2 separate regions of the Mus musculus genome follow, and region 2 is linked to region 1. A link is a contact called in public HiChIP or PLAC-seq data. All regions are on one chromosome and are shown on one strand. The core of a region is the stretch at or near the end of the contact, and the rest is flanking DNA. Distances in the headings are between cores, read along the strand shown. Region 1 holds the start of Rhbdd1 (rhomboid domain containing 1). Region 2 has its middle 230 kb from the start of Mir6344.

Evidence for each region. HiChIP or PLAC-seq counts read pairs in DNA pulled down with a chosen protein or histone mark.
Region 2: a contact with region 1 is called in a FOXA1 HiChIP or PLAC-seq map of pancreatic cancer cells. The contact joins the enhancer-like site here to the promoter of Rhbdd1 in region 1. A contact is called at or near these places in 1 of 39 promoter capture datasets (cranial neural crest) and 2 of 115 datasets of contacts at active chromatin or transcription factors (pancreatic cancer cells and trophoblast stem cells).

The regions. Positions count from the first base shown.
Region 1 is chr1:82,314,438-82,319,224 of GRCm38.p6, forward strand. Rhbdd1 (rhomboid domain containing 1) reads left to right here and starts at 2,142. Exons shown (of 7, transcript NM_029777.3): 1 at 2,142-2,211.
Region 2 is chr1:81,902,006-81,906,792 of GRCm38.p6, forward strand. No RefSeq gene overlaps it. Among named protein-coding and RNA genes, the nearest start is that of Mir6344, 230 kb to the right of the region's middle. Within about 2 kb of position 2,271, at least 43 of the 459 cell types and tissues checked have an H3K27ac peak or open chromatin away from gene starts, as enhancers often do. A contact at or near this core is called in pancreatic cancer cells, where this site is marked.

The sequences.
Region 1 (4,787 bases), core at 892-3,391:
AATCTCTAATCAACGTAACCCATCTTTTGAAACAGTTTGAGTGTAATATATTTGATTCATTAGAAGCTGTGAGAGATAACAACAAACTCCTCCTTTACAGGATAATCCAGTTTTTTGGTACACTGTGTTGTTGTCTGGCATCTTTTCTCCTTCAGGGTGGATTCTGGAAGGTGGGAATGTCTATCTGCCTTTCTGCTAGTTTCCACCCAGTTATGAAATGTTCAAAGGAGGTAACCAAACCCCCAGTTTCAACACAGGCACCATATTTTATGAACATTAATTTGAGTCAAATGGCTAAGAATTGTTGCTTGTCCCTCAAGGGTTAGATACAATTTAAAACTGCACACCATAAATATATTTCATATACTAAATGGAATATGCATAATAATATCTTAGCTGACAAGTAAAATACTTTTGAGAACTTAAAAATTATAATTTTTACAAGGTAATGTAACAATGACTTGCTTTTCTACAAAAACGTTAGAGGACTTAGTCTGGCTTTGAGTCTTTAGTAATTTTAAGCTTTGTTTACATGTAAGAATTCTGACTGTCCCTCTATTAAAGTTTAGGCTAGGAAATTATTACCCAGATAATGGGAACTCCTGATATTCTTGCATCTATTTTCCAAGTGGAGAGATTACAGGTGTTTGCCCCTATGTCTGGTGAGGTCATTAAAAAAATGGTTTTTCTCTGTCCTCTTATATGCCAATGAAACATTTTACTCATATTTAAAATAGGATTAAAATGTTTTTTTTCTTTACTTTTTATGATTCAGGATGTCATATAGACTAAGCTGGTCTTGAAGTTATATAGCTGAGGCTGTCCTTGAACTCCCAATCTTCCTGTCTCTACCTTCAAACTGTGGGGTCATTAGTGTTCACCATCACAGCCTGCTCCCCAAGAACATTCCTAAGCCCTGTCTATTTACAATTGCATTTTTTTTGAGATTACTGATTTGAGACTTGATTTGCGGCTCTTTTAAAGTCACTTCTGCACTTAAAAACAAGATAATAACAAAAACAGTGTAAGTATAGAAAGGGGTAGACTGACAGAGAATATAAAGCAAGAGTATATTAATGGAATGGATGCATAGAATTGGTGGGAAGAACAAATAGAGACCTCTCCTTTTGAGAAATTGCATTCATGTTTTCTTCCTAAGGAGATATATTTCTACATGCAATTTAGTTCCCCCTACTCACTTGGGTTCCATTTCCAGGAATGCAGTTTCGCAATGTCAGTCTTGGACTTACATACCCCCCCACTTTTTTTTATACCTGAAAGGGGTTAAATTATAAGAATTCATTCTTGAATTTGCTAAGAATTTTGTCACTTGAAATTCTCATCTATATCTCCTAATAGTGTGGGAAATTTTCATTCAAATTCCAACTACAAGGGAAAATTTTTTAGGAGAATTTCTTCTGTTATACAATAGAAGATTAACTTTTGGGGGACTGGGAAGTTTTTAATATGCTAACTAGACGTGGCTACTAAGCCTTTTGGTAAATATACCTGCACCCAATTCATGCCTTGAAAAGGTGGAGCTCTCCTCTAATTACTAGAAAAATAATTACACCAAACATCGTTTTCTTGTAGGACACAAATGCAGCATTGCCTTTAGAAGAAGCTGCCCATGAAACTGGTTCCACGTTAGAAGGAGAAAATTGCATCAAACGACCTAAGTCACAAAAACCTTTTCTCACGAGCCCTTAAAGCAGTAAACAGGCTAAGCAGTGTGGCCTCGTGTTTGTGCTTGGGGAATGAAATGTACACCGTGGCCCTGTTTCGCCGGCCTACTTTCTGGGATAAGCAGCTCTCCTGAGGCCCATTGGGAACAGCTACTGTCTCCACCGTCCACTTGGTAGACTACACTGCACCGGGAAGAAACTTTGGCCTTGAGGGAGCTGGCCATAGGCGACTCATGCGCTGTGCGCGTGGTAAGTGATTATTAGTTAGTTATGGCTGTAAAAGCACACCGACACCCTTGTTGCTAAGGGTTGAATAGGATGAGCGCTACGCATTAGCTAGAGGAAGCCGAAAAGGCAGTACGAAGCACGGAGCATGCGCAGACTGCCGCTCCTTTCCCTAGGCCGCCGGAAGTGGAGCCTGCGGAATCGGCGTCCGTGCCGGAAGTTGAGTCTCCGGATTCGGCGTCCAGACGTAGTGACGCACGAGCGCGGGAGTACGTGAGGACGCAAGCGGGTCTTAGAGAGAGTGAGTTTCCGCGTCTCTTCAGCTGAGTGTATGGCATCGCTTTTGTGCGGCGTGTGTTGCGGCTTCCCGGGACCACGGATGGCGGGGCCGGGGCTGAGATCCGGGCCGCTGCGGGCCGGGCGGAAGCGCTGCTATGGGGCCAGCCAGGGTCCGCTGGGCGGAAGTGCTGCTTAGGGACCGGGCGGAGGAGCCGGCCCGCCGGGTCCGGGTCTTCTTCTCCCCTCCGGCCGGCCGGGATGGGGTCGCAGGGGCAGTCGCACCGGTACCGCTTCCCTGGCTCATGGAGATCTAGGCTGCCCGGATAGGCTTTTGCGAGGTTCCTCCGACTTCAGGAAGTTTGAGGCGAAGTTGCATCAGCTTGCACAGAGCTTGCAGTGGCAGGTGGTTGGGGGGGCGGCCACTTCTGTCTCAAACACACAGACCCATCCTAACCTCTGTAAGGCTGTCTGTACCACAGAATAGAGGACAGACATACACCCGAGGGACTTCACCTCTTCTCTTTTCACACATGCCTTTCCGTTTTTCCAAAACAGGCATTATTTAAAACAACAACAACAACAATAACAACTGTAATATCTAATTATTGCACGGTTAAGATTCAGTTGTCAGACTCATTTATAAAAGTCCCTTTCAGTAGCTTCATGACACCAGGTTTTCTTTGGGGGGGGGGGCATGGTGCCAGGTTTTTTGTTTTTTTTTTTTTTTCCCCCTCTACTTTTCATCCCAACGTCCTAACCTCATTTACCTTCTTCCTGCTTCTATTACTGATTCTGCTTCGGATCTTCTAGTGTTCTGGTACATTCCAGGAGAGCAAGTGCTCCTGCCTTGGTCCTGGGTTTGCTCTCCATCAACAGCATCTTCTGAGGGAATTGTTGGCAGTACAGATTTTAGTGTCATACCCCTTTGAGCAAGCCTTTCGGTCCATTCTAGCACTTCCGGGTACTGAGTTCGACGAATAACAGCGTAAAAAGTACTCACTCGTTATGGAATTTTATACATAATGAGGTTAGAGTAAGGTGAGGTATTTTCTAGATCTGGAATCTTGACCGAATCATTTAACTGTGACTTCATAGTACTAAGTGTTGACATGTGAAAACAAGTGGGTAGCAATAACCCATACAAAACACTCCAAGAGAAGTTACTAGACCTGCATGAAGAAAGCGCACAGGTCGTGGAGGAAGGACGAGGTGTAGGGTTAGAGAGCAGTTGGAGTGCATGATTTTATGACTGCTGCAAAGACTTTTATCCCAACTACTTATGAATAGTAAAAATTTAGATACAGGATAGTTATGGATGTCTCACACCTGTAACAGCAATGCTCAGGAGGCTGAGGCAAGAGATATCCTAAGTTTGGAGTCCAGTCAGAGCTACATCATGAGACCCTATGCAAACAGCCACATCAAGCGAGAAAGTTACAGCAGTCCGTTATGCCACTAATTTTATTTACATTGTGGTATTTTAGAAAATGAACTATTAGAAATTGTGCCAAGGTGGTTTAAAGGTCTTTGCCCTTCTTGTTTCTTCAACTTAGTTATACCTAAGTTTGTCCTGTAGTTTGGTAAAGGCCAGACCAGAGTTACAAAGAAGCATACAGTGGTGGCTAGCACCCCGCCACCAAAAGCTGTTTCTGTCCTTAGCTTTTGTCCCTATATATGGTATGGCTCCATCTTAGCAAAGAAGGGCTCATGTCCATTGGGGACGGTCACAGTTAAGTGGACAGGCTCCCAACGGGATGATTTTTATTTTATTTCTCCAAATTACTACATGGAACATTTTCTAAGAACTATTCCTTTCTCCAACGGTTCACCTAGAGGAAGAAATAATCATTTGGGGTCTGAAGCTACTGTTCTTGAGTCTAGGCTCATTACAGTGTTAAAAAGGGTCAGTGACTAGTGGTGGCCTGTGTAACACATAGCTTTGACTAAAGAGCACTGGTGCCAAGGCCATGCTGAGACTCCAGAATATTATGGGCAATAAATTGTCATGTAAATATATCACTTGTGATACCTGTTTCTATCCATAATAGTTAACCTTACCACCAAAGTGATACTGTCCCATCATGAAGCGATTGTTTTTCAGAGACTCCTAATGTTTTATTATTTTCTGTGTAAGATAGATAGATAGCTGTGGTTCTGGGTCAGGCAAGCCCTGCTTGAATTCCTCCCTCTGTGTATTGATTATGCCCCATAGACAGATTAGCTTCCTTCCAGTTTTAATTTCTCCTGTAAAGTAGAAGCTACCTAAGTTAAATGAGATGCTGTGTTAACTGTTACTACTACATTATATGTTAGGTAATGTCTCTTTTTGAAAGGGGAAGATATAATGTTTAACATTTAATTCTGACTGCCCTGTTAATTTCCATCTTTTGTTGTTGTTGTTTTTTGTTTTGTTTTTTTTCTTTTTTTGGTTCTTTTTCGAGACAGGGTTTCTCTGAGTAGCCTTGGCTGTCCCTGCCTCTCAAGTGCTGGGATTAAAGGCATGCTCCCCCACGCCCGGCTAATTTCCATCTTTTATGTACTAGGTTGTTTTATGACGTGTTCACTGCTTTTTAAGCGATGGAGATGCTGAACCAAAGC
Region 2 (4,787 bases), core at 1,021-3,520, 410 kb before region 1:
GATTCTCAGGAACCGAGGAGGAGAAGCTCCTGCCTGTGGGCTGGAACTCTTGGCATATATGTGCTGTGGAACTTCTGGAAACTCAACCACTTTCCACAGGGTGAACACAGAATGGAAGGTCCAGATAGAGAGGTGTTGAGAAGATATGAACTCTCATCTGTAAGGACAATACTTAGACCAGTCTCCCACCACCCTGCCCTATCATTTTACTTCAGTCTCTTTAATTTGACCTTATAAACAGCTGCACAAACCATATGTTCCACCAAAAAAAAGAAAAGAAAATCTATGAATTTAGCTAAGTTTTTAAGGATTAAAAAAAGGAACAATAATGCATTATCAAGAAGACATTTGGCAATGTCTCTTTATTCCCTGTCGTGTGTGCCTGGTTTTTGATATCATCAAAAATATTCTTAATTATTCTGCCTAATATCAACAACTACTTTGCAAATTTGGCACTTTTTTCTATTTTCCTTTGAGTTTCAACATAATAATACTTATTCCTTAAATTGATTGCAAAATTAATTATTGAGTTCAGAATATAAAGATGTTACAGAAGAGTTTGTTAAATAATATTTTTTCTAGCAAAAAGCCACAAAAATTCCAACTTTATCACCCTCAGTTAGTTCTAGCCTAGAGAGATAATGTCTGTATACTTTATTATTGTTCTTACAGACAGCAGTTATCTCAAGGAGATTGCTTTAATCTGAGCTTTCAGACAATTTTGAGGTGTTTAATTATACACATACATTAAGGGAGAAATGAACTAGCTTAAAAGTGAGAAACACTCCGAGAGTTTCCTCTTGCTGGATTAAAAATGTAGGTACTTAATAATTGCTTTATTAGATCCTGGAAAACAAACAAACAAATAAAACATGATCATCCAAAGATTTGTGTTCAGTAACGCAATACTGCTTTGGAAATTAATTCCTCTTAGCTGGAACTTCAGCTTTATTGTACTAACCTAGGTGGATGACATCATCTTAGATCATGAATATCATCTATAGCCAGGCTCTAAAATATCCCAAGACCTGAGATAAGAGCAAGGGACAGAACACATGAATCTTGTCCATTGGCACTCTGGGGAATCAGCAAAAGCCAGATGTTTAAAGTTCTTGAGCCAACATCTGTCTCTTTAGAAATGTTCCTCAAGCCATAGCTGTGTGCAGAGATGGCAATCCCTCAAATGCAGAAAGGCCCCCTCCTTGGGCTTGTGAAGGCTCCATGTCCCAGAGTAGGGGAATGCTAGGGTGGTGAGGTGGAAGTGCATGGATGCATGGAGGAACACCCTCATAGAAGCAGAGGGAGGGGATAGGGAGTTTGTGGAGAGGAAACCAGGTAACAGAGTAACAGTTGAAATGTAAATAAATAAAATATACAATAAAAATGTAAAAAAGGAAAGAAAGAAAGAAAGAAAGAAAGAAAGAAAGAAGGAAAAAGAAAGAAAGAAAGAAAGAAAGAGGAAAGAAAGGAAAAAGGAAAGAGGAAAGAGGAAAGGAAAGGAAAGGAAAGGAAAGGAAAGGAAAGGAAAGGAAAGGAAAGGAAAGGAAAGGAAAGGAAAGGAAAGGAAAGGAAAGGAAAGGAAAGGGGAAAGGGAAAGGGAAAAGGAAAGGAAAGGGAAAAGGAAAGGGAAAAGGAAAAGGAAAGGGAAAGGGAAAAGGAAAAGGAAAAGGAAAAGGAAAAGGAAAAGGAAAAGGAAAAGGAAAAGGAAAAGGAAAAGGAAAGGGCCTTCTTTCTCTGCCCTTGGTAGCTCTCAATCTGTAACTCAATATGTTCAAGAAAATGTGATCCAGAGGCTTATTCATTCAAGAAATGGGAGAGGAAGAATCACATAACAGTGATTCACTTCAAGAATCAATTTCTTTAGCGGGATAAACATTGGCTAGCAGTTGAAAAACAAGCCTAGTGAGTAAGGCTGGGCTAAAGCAAACCAGACACAGGAAAACAAAATGGGGATGACTTTGAGTCTGGACCTAGAAACTCATGTAAGTCATTCCAGGACTTAGACTTGGGTCGCTTGCTTTTCACTCTTGGCTCTTTCATTTACTGATTATAATATCTGGGGTGAATTACTTCACCATTTCTTAGGACCTTGTAAACTGAAAATAAGAACAGCATCTATTCCAGTACAGTTAGTGAGGATTACATGAGTTAAAGCCTGTCAAGAGTTGAGACTGGAGCTTGGCCCATAGCAAGCTCTGCATATGTGTTTGTTAAGTCAACAAATTCCTGCTCTGAGGCAAGCACGTCACTCCTCGCTGTGTACACACAAAGCACGCAAAGGCTGATGCTGAGGCAATAAATCCTTCTGAGAAAGAAAAGCACAGATCCACACAGCCTTCATTTCAGAATTGCTCATGTTGCTTCCAGACATTGGCTATTTAATCCTCCCAGAACAACCAGAGGGAATTTACACAAATAAACTTCTCCATTTACAGAAGAGAAAGCAACTACACAGTAAGATGGTATGTTTTCCTTGAGTTTGCCCAAGGAGTTCAGCTTCTCTAAATGCTTCCTTCTGTCCTAGGTCCCTTTGCTCCTAAGCAGAAAGAAGTAACAACAACAGAAAAAACAACGACAACAACAAACAAAACTTTAAATATGAGATGTCAAATAATGTATAGGAAAAATGCCTTCACTATGCAATATTTATACAACTTTTGAAAGTTAGAATTCATTCTCTGTCTACTACAGGAAGCTAAAAAAGCGCTGTTAATGGAACTTAAGTTTCCATTTCAGTTTAATAAGTGGGCATGGAACTCAACATTGAAGCTTGGCTTAAAATAATAATAATATCATGAATGTGGGTTCTGTTTAAATTAATATAAATGTGATCATTCTCTTTTCTGTCAGTGTATGGAAAACTGTTTAGTAGGTAAGTCTGGGAGAATATGAAGTTGTGAGTCATTCTGAACAGAGTGTGTTCATACATGATCAACAAGCTAAAAAGGCAGGAATGAATGTGAGGAGGATTTGGGTAGAGCTGACCAGACTGCCGTATTCAACTTTCCCCTCCAAACAGTGCCTTAGTGAGCTTTGAAAAACAATAATCTTTGTCCATAAAAGTTTCTTCAGGACAACTCCTGTTTGTGCAAGAAGTTTTGGATTTTTACCCAGTGTACAAAATTGTCATAAAGGGGCAGGAGAAAAAATAGGCAGGAGAGGGAAGGAGGGGTGGAAGCACGTATGGCAAGAAATAAAGATTTTTACTAAAAGCTTCTATAAGTAATTTTCTTGCTAAGGCATGTTTTAGGGGACAAAAACTTCATAGTTTCAAATACCAAACAATGTATGTTTATTACACAAACTTAGGATTAAGTAATTAAATAAAAATCTAGAAGACAATTAAACTCACTATATTTCTAGTTCTCTGTTACATATGGCTACCTTTGACATGCAATACACATTACCTATTTCTGTAAATTCAAAGAAAAAATTTAGTTCATATTTTAACCTTTGAGCGTTTCATACATGTTTATAATGAATTTTACTCATTCTCACCCACCCTAATTATCCTATCCCATACCCCTCTTTCTCCTAAAAGCATTGTTCTTTCCAACAACTTCAGTGTTTTTCCTATTTTTATGCTGTGTGTGTCACTAAATTTAAACAAAGTTACCCACTAGGCATTGCGGTGATTATTTACCCAATCATGGGCAACCTACTAGTGGTCACACCACAGAAGAAAGTGACATTCCTCTCCACAACTAACCTTAATTGCCAACACTTCACCTACCTATGATGAAGTATTGATGGCTAAATAGTGTGTAGGTCTTTTTCTTCCAATAACATTTAAAATGTGTGCATCCCCTATACCGTGTGCAGAAGATACTGTTTCACAGCACCCATCCCCAGCTGCTGGCTCTTACATTCTCTCTGTCCTCTCTTCCACCTTTGGGGACAGAGCTAAAGGTGGCCCATTTAGAACTGAGCACTCCACAAACTCTTTGTCTACTTTGACCAGTTGTGGGTCTGTCTATCAACTATATTAACATCTGTCCACTACAAAACAGAAAACTTTTGTCTGTGTTTTGCTTTCTTCTGGATTATTTTTTAAAGTAATAAACAGAACATTCAAATTGTACATATCTATGAGATTGTGTTTGGTGTTTAATTCACAAACACATAATATAATGTTCAAGTCAAAGTAAATATATCTACCTTCTCAAATACTCATTATTTTTAAAAGGGTGAACACACAAAATCTTCCCTGCCAGTTTTTTTTTTTTTTTGGTTTAGAATTATTTTATTAGATATTTTCTTTATTTACATTTCAAATGCTACCCTGAAAATTCCCTATACCCCCCCCCACCCCCTGCTACTCTGCCCATCTACTCCCACTTCTTGGCCCTGGTGTTTCCCTGTAGTAGGGCATATAAAGTTTGCAAGACCAAGGGGCCTCTCTTCCCAATGATGGCCGACTAGGCCATCTTCTGATACATATGCAGCTAGAGACACAAGCTCTGGGGGTACTGGTTAGTTCATATTGTTGTTCCACCTATAGGGTTGCATACCCCTTCACCTCCTTGGGTACTTTTGCTAGCTCCTCCATTGGGGGCACTGTGCTCCATATTATAGATGACTGTGAGCATCCACTTCTGTATTTGCCAGGCACTGGCATAGCCTCACTTGAGACAGCTATATCAGGGTCCTTTCAACAAAATCTTGCTGGCATAGAGACTACCCCACCTGGGGATCCATCCCATAATCAGCCCTGTCAGCTTTTAGAAACACACAGTATGTTGTCATTATCTACAATCACCCTGCTATGCAGCAGCACAAAAGAACTG